2 separate regions of the Mus musculus genome follow, and region 1 is linked to region 2. Evidence: chromatin contacts called from public promoter capture Hi-C data. All regions are on one chromosome and are shown on one strand. Each heading gives the region's core, a stretch centred on a gene start, on an enhancer-like site or on the middle of the called end of the contact. The rest is flanking DNA. Distances are from core to core; before and after follow the strand shown.

Region 1 (5,087 bases), core at 507-3,006, 120 kb before region 2:
AAAGAGGAGAGGGCCCTTTAGGTAGGCTGCCCCAAGCCTCAATCCTCCTTTCTCCCACTTTATATAGTGTGCTTTTCAGAGAGACGTCTCTAGCCTCCTCTGCCGCCACGTGTGACCTTAGGATTGCTCGCTGCCAAGGGAATGTGTGTGGAAAGGACAGCAAGGTTTCAAGGTTTTCACATTCCTTGCTTCCGTGTTGCCTGGGGCTTGTTTGTTCTTCTTTACCATGGTTAAGAGGTTAAGAAGTCATTAGGTCACACCATAAGGAATTGTGAGGCAACACAACGGAAGGAAACTAGGTCCTGCGCAAGTGTGTGAGACAGAACTTCAACAGTTCACCTCCAGACTGAGAGAGCCATCAACCACTCACTCGCTGAAGCCACCATGTTGTGAGGTCTTACTACAGTACTAACTTGCCAGCACACTAATGCAAAGCACACTAGTCATTTCCCTCTGGTGTGAACTGGGGTTTAAATCCTGGGTCACTTGCTCCCTAACTCTATGACAATCACAAGTGATTGACCCTCTCTGTTACCTTACACAGGACAGGAGGGTGACAGGAAACACTGCACTGGGAACTCCGAGACAGGAAGTGCAGTGAAGCAGGCAGCCTCAGTGTCCCTGTCGATGGGAAGCCCTGGCCCCCATTTGTTGTTCTTCCTGAGCCAGAGGAAACGGCTTCATGCTGGTCACACGTGGTGAGTGACATGGCTTGCAGCACAGCTGGCCTCATCATCCCTTTATCTGTTCCAGTGCAAACCACCATCACTTCTGGGGGTGGATGCTACCTGCAGATGGGTCTGGGAATCAGTGAGGGCTTGGTTTTACCCTGAGGGGCCTGAGCACTGCGGCTAAGAAAGCCCTGAGAAACTGGAGCTCATCAGACCCTCACTGGCCTCTGATGATGAAGAGGAGAGGTGAGGATAGTCGAGGGAAGAGGAGGGCAGGTGGGGATGGGGAGGCACTGGTACTGAACTTGGAACATGGTTTGTCTTCTGGAATCTTATGTGTATTGTGTAACAGCTTCCTCTGAGATTAAAACACTACATCCTGCAGCAAACGCCTACGGAAGAAGGCAAACAACTCAAGACAGCTTCAGGAAGTCCCTGAAACTGACCAGATTTCACTAGGCTCCTCCCTGTCCAAGAAAGCAATAAAAGCTAGGAGTTCCCCTCAGACTGAAGGGAGTTCTCAGAAGAGGAAAGCAGCAATGATTCTTGAGACCAGACCAGCTGCCTGGAAGAGGCTTAGACCAACTGAGGCACCCAGAAAAAGATACTTTCCAAGCTGCTTGCATGCTGGGCAATGTGCTCCAGGTTCCCAGATCTGTGAGCTGTCACTACACTGGGGTGGGCTTTGGTGAGGAAGCTGCCTTTGAGTCATTTCTGCTCCTGTAAGTCACCTCTCACCCATACTCCTGTAAGTAATCCCAGCAAAACTCATTGGTTCACCAAACTGAACTTCAGTGGTATCTGTGCTTTGGCTTGTCATGAGATCCCCGCCTGGGGTGAGTAAGTGTGTGCCTCCTCAGAAAAAGTTTCGTCACATAGCCCTGTGGGACCTTCATTGCCACAGCGAGGTGCTGACTGAGAGGGTGGACACAGCTCGATGCTGGTGCAGTTAGAGGAAGGAGGGAGAGGATTAGGTTAGCCCTGGTCCCTGGGGTGGGATGACTCAAGCTTAGATGTGGTGCTCCCGGGCTCTGACACAAAACCCGCAGCAAATGCAGCCCTTGACCCCGGGACTGCAGTCATGAGCCAAGACCAGCCTCCTGTTTAATAAGGTTTGCAGCACGCAGGACTGTGGGAGTAGCCCTAGCCTCAGACTACTGTAGTTAACTAAAAAGGGCCAAGTTCAAGTGCAGGCAAGGTTTCCTGAAGCAACTATTGCCTCTTTAAAAGATAGGAAAAAACCCCCATACATATATGATGTATCTTAAGTACAATATATAATACAGCGAACACATTTTTCCTTTCCTTTCCTTTTCTTCTCTCTCTTCTTCTCTTCTCTTCTCTTCTCTTCTCTTCTCTTCTCTTCTCTTCTCTTCTCAGATAGGAAAAAAAACCCCATACATATATGATGTATCTTAAGTACAATATATAATACAGTGAACACATTTTTCCTTTCCTTTCCTTTCCTTTTCTTCTCTCTCTTCTTCTCTTCTCTTCTCTTCTCTTCTCTTCTCTTCTCTTCTCTTCTCTTCTCTTCTCTTCTCGGATAGGAAAAAAAACCCCATACATATATGATGTATATTAAGTACAATATATAATACAGCGAACACATTTTTCCTTTCCTTTCCTTTTCTTCTCTCTTCTCCTTCTCTTCTCTTCTCTTCTCTTCTCTTCTCTTCTCTTCTCTTCTCTTCTCTTCTCTTCTCTTCTCTTCTCTTCTCCTCTCCTCTCCTCTCCTCTCCTCTCCTCTCCTCTCCTCTCCCCTCCCCTCCCCTCTCTTCCCCTCCCCTCTCCTCTCTTCTCCTCTTTTCTTTCTTCCTTTATTACATTTTTTAAAGACAGAGTTTCTCTGTGTAGCCCTGTGTAGTCCTGAAACTCAATCTGTAGACCAGGCTGGTTTCTTAGAGATCTGCCTGCTTCTGCCTACTGAGTGCTGGGATTAAGGGTGTGTGCCACCACCACCCAGCAAAAGCATTTTCCAATTATATATAAATATATTTATTTTCCTAGAGGAAGAGAAGCCTCGGGCAGTGACCAGAGGGCTGCTTTGGCCACAACTGTGACCTGACACAATGACCAGGAGGACCCATGCGTGTCACCAGCCTGAGGGCTGGGGGTGTGGCTCCGGGGTAGAGACTTTGCCTAGCGTGATGAGGCCCTGGCTTCTGTGCTTATGACTGAAAGAGGGGAGGAAAGAGCCACTGAGAACTTTGATCGGGAACCGGCTTAGGCTCTGAGGCCGCGTTTGAGTGCGATAAGGATCTTACTGTGTGGAATGCTGGACAGAGTGAGAAGGGTGTTAGCAAGCTGAATGTCCTGGGGTACAAGGACATCGTGTCCTGTCCCCCAGAACCAGAACTGCTTCCTAGAGTAGCAGAGACACAGATGGTGCCAAGACACAGAAGTGAGTTCTGCTGTCCTGTGACAGTGGCTGGATGTGACCTTTCAAACAGTGATGGGCCAGAAGCGCTAGCAGAGAGGATATAAATGCAGTTCCTCACAAGGAGATTACAAATGTCCCCACCTTGCTTTGAACACTATACAACATATACATGTGTCACAAGACATCCCACAAATATTATCATTTTCATTTTCTTAATGTCTTAAAACTTAGAAAAATAGAAACGGCAAAAAAGAATTGAAGAGATACAGCCGTGTGTCATTTTATATAAGATGGTCTGAGACAGACCACGGACACGATGGTGTCCATAAGATGACCTCACTCGGTCCTGCCATAGCCATTTCTCTTGTGTGTAAGTACCCATGACATCTGCAGGATGAAACCAACAAACATGTTCCCTCGGCTAGGCACCACATGAAGTTACCAGGTCTGAGAGTTTGATCAGAGACATGTCTCTCCCTCCAGGGTCTAACTAGTTACTGCCAGTAGAATGCAAAGGGCAGTGAACAGCAGAGAGTGCTGGGGCCCAGGGTGCTATCATATGGAGAGGAAATGACATCCGGGTTCCCTCATTAAGCTTAATTATCCTCTCCACATTTCTTTCCTCCTGTAGTCTCTGAGAGGTGCCGAAAACACGTCAGTCCCACTGAAGGGAGATTGGTAATTGCCTTCCATAAACCAGGTTAGGAACTTCTTTAGAAATGATTACTCTTCCAACACCAGGCACGTGCACGTGTCTCCTGTCTCAAACCCACTCGGTATGTTTGGGGGATGCAACTTCTGGGAGTGGCCTGTTTCCACAGAGAGTGGCTCTGTACGGATGGAGCTGGGCGACCAGACCCCTCATTAGCATGTGGAATCTCTTCAGAGGGCTCACCAGGGCCCTGGCTGGCTCCAGAAAGGATCCGATGCCAAAGGGCTCCTCGGAGCCGCATCCAGATCAATATTGGGAACTGGCCTTCTGGGAAATCACTAATGGGCTGTGGGAAACCACGTGGTGCATTAATGAAGAGCTTCACAGCTGTCCTAGGATCTCGGGAAAGGATAGCCAGAGGCCAGGTGTTGGTGGGACCCACCAGCTCCCAGGCCCTTACAGCTCCTTCCCAAGCCAGCCTTCTTTCTGCTGCACGGTGGCAGGAGAGGGGCTGCCCTCTCTCCTCTTCTAAAGGTAGCTGCCCATCTCCAGGCTTGGAACAAGGGGTGCCCTGGGTTGGCTCTACCTCATTCTCCTCAGACACCAGCCAGCCTGGCAGCAAGCCAGCCCTGTTACATACTACACAGGAAGAGAACAACACACTCACACGGAAGGCAGCTTTTGAACGGAGAGAGCTGTATGAAGCAAAACAGAATCTGGACCAGGGGCTTAATTCTTTGGGGGGCGCCACTTTGTCTAACCCATATGACGAATCCATGCTCACAGAACACCATCTCTCGGCCTACATGATGCCTGCAGCGGGCTGTATTTTGGTGTGACATTCAATGATATTGTAGTACAGCAGGGGCATGTTGTTTAGGGCCAGATTCACCTCATGCTTAGCCTCTTGGAGAGAGGGCATTAGGCGGGTGTGAACCCCCAGGATGTGAGGCTTAGGGGGGGGTCTCACGCAAGTCCCTGTACAGAGCTGAAAGCCAGCTCCATGGCTTCCTTTGTTCCCGTGGTCACTTATTTACGGCAACCTTCCTTCTCACATCCTGCATTAGAATGTAGTTTATTTTCAAGATTTATTTTTAGTAATTTAAACTACATACATATGTGGGGGTAGAGGACATGAGATCCCCTGACGATGAAGTCACAGATAGTTGTATACGGTCCCTTATGGGTGCTTGGGATTGGAACTCTGTCCTGCAAGTGCCCCTAACACTAAGACATCTCTCTAGCCCTATTATTTCTTTGAAAAATAGATTTAAAGAGCAAAAGGGGAGAGAGAAAAAATATATAAATAAGCGAAGAAGAAAAGCACAGAGTTCGAAACAGCTACCACAAGAATCGCAAACAGGCAGGTGAGTGCAGAGGT
Region 2 (5,185 bases), core at 243-2,742:
TTAGTGATGCTAGATTGAACACTTAAAATGACTAGGTGGTAAAATCTATGTTAAACATATTTTACCACAAAGATTTTTTTAAAAGGAAAAATATGAGTGTGCACCAGAATGATCCAACCTGAGAAAGACTTATTTCTATGACCCCCAAAGCTTTGGGGGAGGGAGTAACGGAGTATTATTGTACAGTGTCTCATGTGCCCCAAGCTAGCCTTGAACTCCCAGTGAAGCCGACAGCCCCTTAAATTCCTGATTCCCCTGCCTTTACTTCTTGGGTGCTGGAATTACAAGTATGTCCAACCACTTCTAGCTTGATCTTGACTTTAAGAGAAAGGAATCACACACAAAAGAATCAGAACGGTTTCTAGAAACTGAAACAACCAGGTGACAGATTCTCTCCTAGAAATACACATCCACTGACAGCTTCACTTTAACCTATCGAGATCCTCACCCTTCCTAATGCTGTGACCCTTTAATACAGACTCTCATGTTGTGGTGATATTTCCAAGGGTCTTAGGTGACCCCTGTGAAAGGGTCATTTGACCCCTCCTCCCAAGAGCTTGTAACCCTCACACAAATGTGTATTACTACACTAAAGCCATTCTGGCTCGTTTTAAGCTAGCTGACTTAATACTGAGTCTTTAATCACAAAATAGATGATGCTCTATGACATTCTGAGGGGTACTAGCTCCCCATCACTGAGAGCACCCTGAGAACAGAATTAATCTTTTCTCAGGATTCGGGGACACTTTCCACTTACAGGAAATCCCCCCTCCCACATCAGAAGCTGAGTGCTGAAATTCAGTTGCCAGCTGTAATAAATAAAAATACAGAATTCTATGTTCTGTATTGAAACCAAAACCTGTTTTTGGTTTCAAAACAATGAGTTGCTTCTAAATGTGGACTGGCCATGCGATCTCTGAAACATATTATACGAAAAAAAGAAAAGAAATACCACTTGTATGTCTGAATTGTATATTTAACTGGATTCCTGTGTTTTCTTCAGCAACCCTACCATAGGCCGTACTCAATAAGATCACACAGAAGCCTCGGGTGAGCTTTGCAACGTTTAAAGATTAAATGAAAGACGTGTCCCCTTAAAAGATCCGATTTCCAAATTCTCTTTTCAAAGGTGTCTTTTTGGGCTCTTGACTGACAGAACACCGTTGTCCCTAGCGCGCGGTGTGGCGCGGGAAGACCCCGCGCAGGCGCACTTGCCGGTGAGGGACCTCTGGGGTCTGTGTGGAACAGGCGCGGGAAGACCCCGCGCAGGCGCACACTGCAGCGCGTGTCCCGGCCGCTTCCCGCGCGGAGGCCGAGCACCTGTTACCTCTGGGTGGCCGCCAGCGCCCTCCTCGTCCTCGCTGGGACGCCGCCTGTCCCTTGCACCCCCCTCGCTTGGTCTATTTATAGTGCTTGTCAGCCCAGGCCCATTTCGGGTAGTGTAGTCAGTCAGGCCTGCCCCGCCGCGCCCTCCCGACCCCGCGTGTGCCTAGTCACGGCGCCATGGCGGCGGAGCAGCAGCGAGTAAGTAGGGGCCTAGAGAGGGGACGCCCCCTCGGTCGGCCGGCCGGTGTGGGGTCAGCGGCCGCTCCGGTCTCCCTGCGGCATAATCCATTTGCTAGACCTCCAGGATAATTCCCTTCCCTAAATGACCCGGCTGATTATTTTGCGACCCCGCTAGACTATAAATGCCATCGAGGTAAGGGCTCTCCTGCCTTCCCGGAGCCCATAATAAAGCAGGGTTCGGTTCGTTTAAATTCAATCAGCGCTGAATGTATCCCTGGGCGACTCTCTTAACTTTAAAGCCAGGAATATAATTGCCTTGCATTTTCCCCACATGATTCTTAAGAGGAACTAATGAGCTATAATGCATATTAAAGCACTCGGAAAAAGTATAAGGAACTGGGTGAATGCAAAACATTGCGAGCACACCAAAGGAAAAAGAAGAGAAAGCTTATTTGTCTTTATCATCTCTGTGACTCATTATTGCAAGCCTTATGTACATCTGAGGGTGACTTGTTCGTATTAAACAAATCAGGGAAACGACATCAGCGGGGAAAGTTGAGTGTAATTAGGGTGGTATGCATGTTCAGCCATTTCCTACCGCGCTGGCAAAAGTAGGACTGGGGAAATCTGGTGATGGCAGAAACAACATACAGTAAGAGTGTTAGGTTATAAACCAGGGGTCACAAACTTAAATGGCTGTAAAATCACCCTCAAGAAGAGAAATAGGGAAGGCACCATAAATAATGGCTGACACTTAGGGCTTAGCACGGGTGGGCAGATGTGCCAACTGAGAAGCTGCAGCTGGCTTTTAGGTCACTTGGAAATAAGCCATTGTTGCCATTTTTTTTTTCTATAAATGCGGGAATGTTTCAAGTTTGCTTCAGCTGGCCCTTCCCCAGGAATGAGGCCTCTATCTCAGAGAGCAAATAATGACTGTGAATTAACTTTGAGGGTGGAGGTCAAAAGTAGATGTCATAATGCCACAAATAAAGGGAAGAAAGTCTCCTGGAAGGATTTATAGTTGGACAAGAGGATAATAACTTAAAGCATGGTTTAAGCAAAATCAGAATCTCCAAAGCTAACATATACATGTAAAAACACAAAGAGAGAAGGGCAGATATAGTGACACATGCCTTTAATCCTAGCACACAGGAGACAGAGGCAGGCAAGATTGCTGTGAATCAGAGGCCAGCTAAGGCTACCTAGAAAGACCCTGCCTCAGAAATATTTATTCAGATATAGGAGGGTAAGGTTATTAGGAATGATGTAGAACTAAACAAAGCATTAGTTTGATCAAACAACCATACCAAGAAACTCTTTTTTTTTTAATTTACTCACTTTACATTCCCCTCCCTGTCACCCCTCCCACAATATTTCCCCCCTCCCTCCTCCTTTTATCCACTGAGCAGGTGGGGGCCCTCCTGGGTATCACACACACACACACACACACACACACACACACACACACACACATATCAAGTTTGTGAGGCTAGGCGCATCCTCTCCCACTGGGACCAGACAAGACAACCCAGCTAGAAGAACGTAACTGAGATACAGCAACCACTTTTGGGATAGCTTGGGGATAGACTCTCCCCTCCCCCAACGCTCCTGCTCTTGTCAGATCTCTGAGGCTAAGCAGGATGGGGCCTGGACTGGAGACCAAGCAACTCTTCCATACCAGGTATCAACACAGACACGGAATAGAGAAGTGAATAAAACATGAAGTCCTTTACTTCAGAAAATGTTATCTGCGCTGAATTCTGAAGAACTGGACCGGGGAAGGAGGGTATTCCTAACACAGAGTATTACGTGTACGCATTAGAATTGTTAGCCCTTTGACACTATAAAAAACAATGAGGAGCCAGGTGTGGTGACACACGCCTTTAATCCCAGCACTTGGGAGACAGAGGCAGGCAGATTTCTGAGTTCAAGGCCAGCCTGGTCTACAGAATGAGTTCCAGGACAGCCAGGGCTGTACAGAGAAACCCTGTCTCGAAAAACAAAACAAAACAAAACAAAAAGGCTTTCTTAATAAAACATTTCGCTTTGGAACTGGAAACATTAGAACTGGGACATTATTTTCTGATGTCATAGTTGTTAATATTTCTTAGTTTGTTAACAAAAGTCTGTTGAAGGCAATTTGGGGAAAACTAGATTTTTGGAGCCCTGTCCTTGTTACTTTTCTGCTCTTTAGCTGTTTTTGTTTGATTGGATGGTTGGTTGGTTGTTGGGTTTGTTTGTTTATTTGTTTGTTTTTTCTTTTTGAGACAGGGTTTCTCTGTACTACTGCCCTGGCAGTCCTGGAGCTCACTTTGTAGACCAGGATGGTCTCGAACTCAGAGAGAGTACTAGGATTAAAGACCTGTGCCACTATGTCCAGCTTTTCAGGTCTTTTTTATAAATAAAAATCCAAAGCTTTGATGTTGATCATTTTTACCATAATTATAACCTATTTACTGTACCAAATATTTTTTAAAGATTTGTTTGTTTGTTTGTTTGTTTGTTTATTATACTTATACATAAGTACACTATAGCTGTCTTCAGACACACCAGAAGAGGGCATCAGATCTCATTACAGATGGTTGTGAGCCACCATGTGGTTGCTGGGATTTGAACTCAGAACCTCTGGAAGAGCAGTCAGTGCTCTTAACCGCTTAGCCATGTCTCCAATCCTGTACCAAATATTTTTATGGGAGAAATAAGCACATAACAATTCTGAATCTAGTAACTTTCGCCATCACACAGGTCAATGCTGAAGAAATGAACAAAGAGGTGGGGGTATAGCCACAAGATTTCAAAGCTGTTGTCATTCAGACCAGAGAGGAGGTTTCTGTATTTTCCAGTCACTCATAAGTAGAGCTGCCTACACTTTGATATGTAAATTTACAATATATGAAAATTCATAATTTGTATATTATTTTTCTGCATATGATATCAGGTAATTTACAGATATCATTTGCAACACAGCTAAGGTTTTTGAAAACCATAAGTAATTGATATTAATACAATCTTTTATTCTAAATACATTTTATGGGGTTTTCAAAATATACAAAGGGCATAAAGAATAATGAAGTGTGGATTGAGTCCTCACCGTACAGCAGGGAAATTAAACATTTATACAGTTGAAGCTCCTTGTCATTCTTCTGTTTCCCTGTCTTCTACATCTCATGAAAGCAGCAACTCTCCTGAATTCAGTGCTTATAAGTACCCTTCATTTCTTTATGTTCCATTACAGTTGTATGGGTTCTTAAAAATACATAATTTAAACCTTTTTATTTTGGTGTTTCCAATTTTACAGAAAAATCACAAGAATTATATTTAAAACTCCTGTGATACACTCTACCAAAATCATCATATATTTATGTCATCATAATATGTGACCTATACTTTATTAGAACAGTATACTCTATTGTATATTTTAAACACATTATGAATACAGCATGTATTCTAGTTATTTTGTAACTATTTTGATACATGTAGATCACATTTATTCATTTTTCCATTATACAATATTCTTTTGAGTGAATATGTTATAGTCTGTTAATGGATATTAAGTTGGTTTTTACTATTTCAAACAGCGCTGCCGTGGATTTTAATTATTTTAAATTCTGCTAAAGATGGAGAATTTTCTTAGAAAGGTTGGTCATGTATCAATCATTATTCAGAAAAATCAGCAACT

What was found. Promoter capture Hi-C pulls out the DNA fragments that hold promoters and counts their contacts.
Region 1: a promoter capture Hi-C map of liver shows a contact between it and region 2. The contact joins the enhancer-like site here to the promoter of Kbtbd12 in region 2. A contact is called at or near these places in 2 of 39 promoter capture datasets (cranial neural crest and liver), 7 of 484 Hi-C or Micro-C datasets (the G1E-ER4 cell line and liver), 6 of 115 datasets of contacts at active chromatin or transcription factors (CD8 T cells, embryonic basal ganglia, embryonic stem cells and 3 more) and 3 of 9 other capture datasets (adipose tissue, liver and pancreatic islet).

Annotation. Positions count from the first base shown.
Region 1 is chr6:88,743,025-88,748,111 of GRCm38.p6, reverse strand. All of the region lies in intron 2 of Mgll (monoglyceride lipase), which reads right to left. Among named protein-coding and RNA genes, the nearest start is that of Gm26588, 3.0 kb to the right of the region's middle. Within about 2 kb of position 1,756, at least 64 of the 459 cell types and tissues checked have an H3K27ac peak or open chromatin away from gene starts, as enhancers often do. A contact at or near this core is called in liver, where this site is marked.
Region 2 is chr6:88,623,736-88,628,920 of GRCm38.p6, reverse strand. It overlaps Kbtbd12 (kelch repeat and BTB (POZ) domain containing 12), which reads left to right and starts at 1,492. Exons shown (of 6, transcript NM_001278671.2): 1 at 1,492-1,524.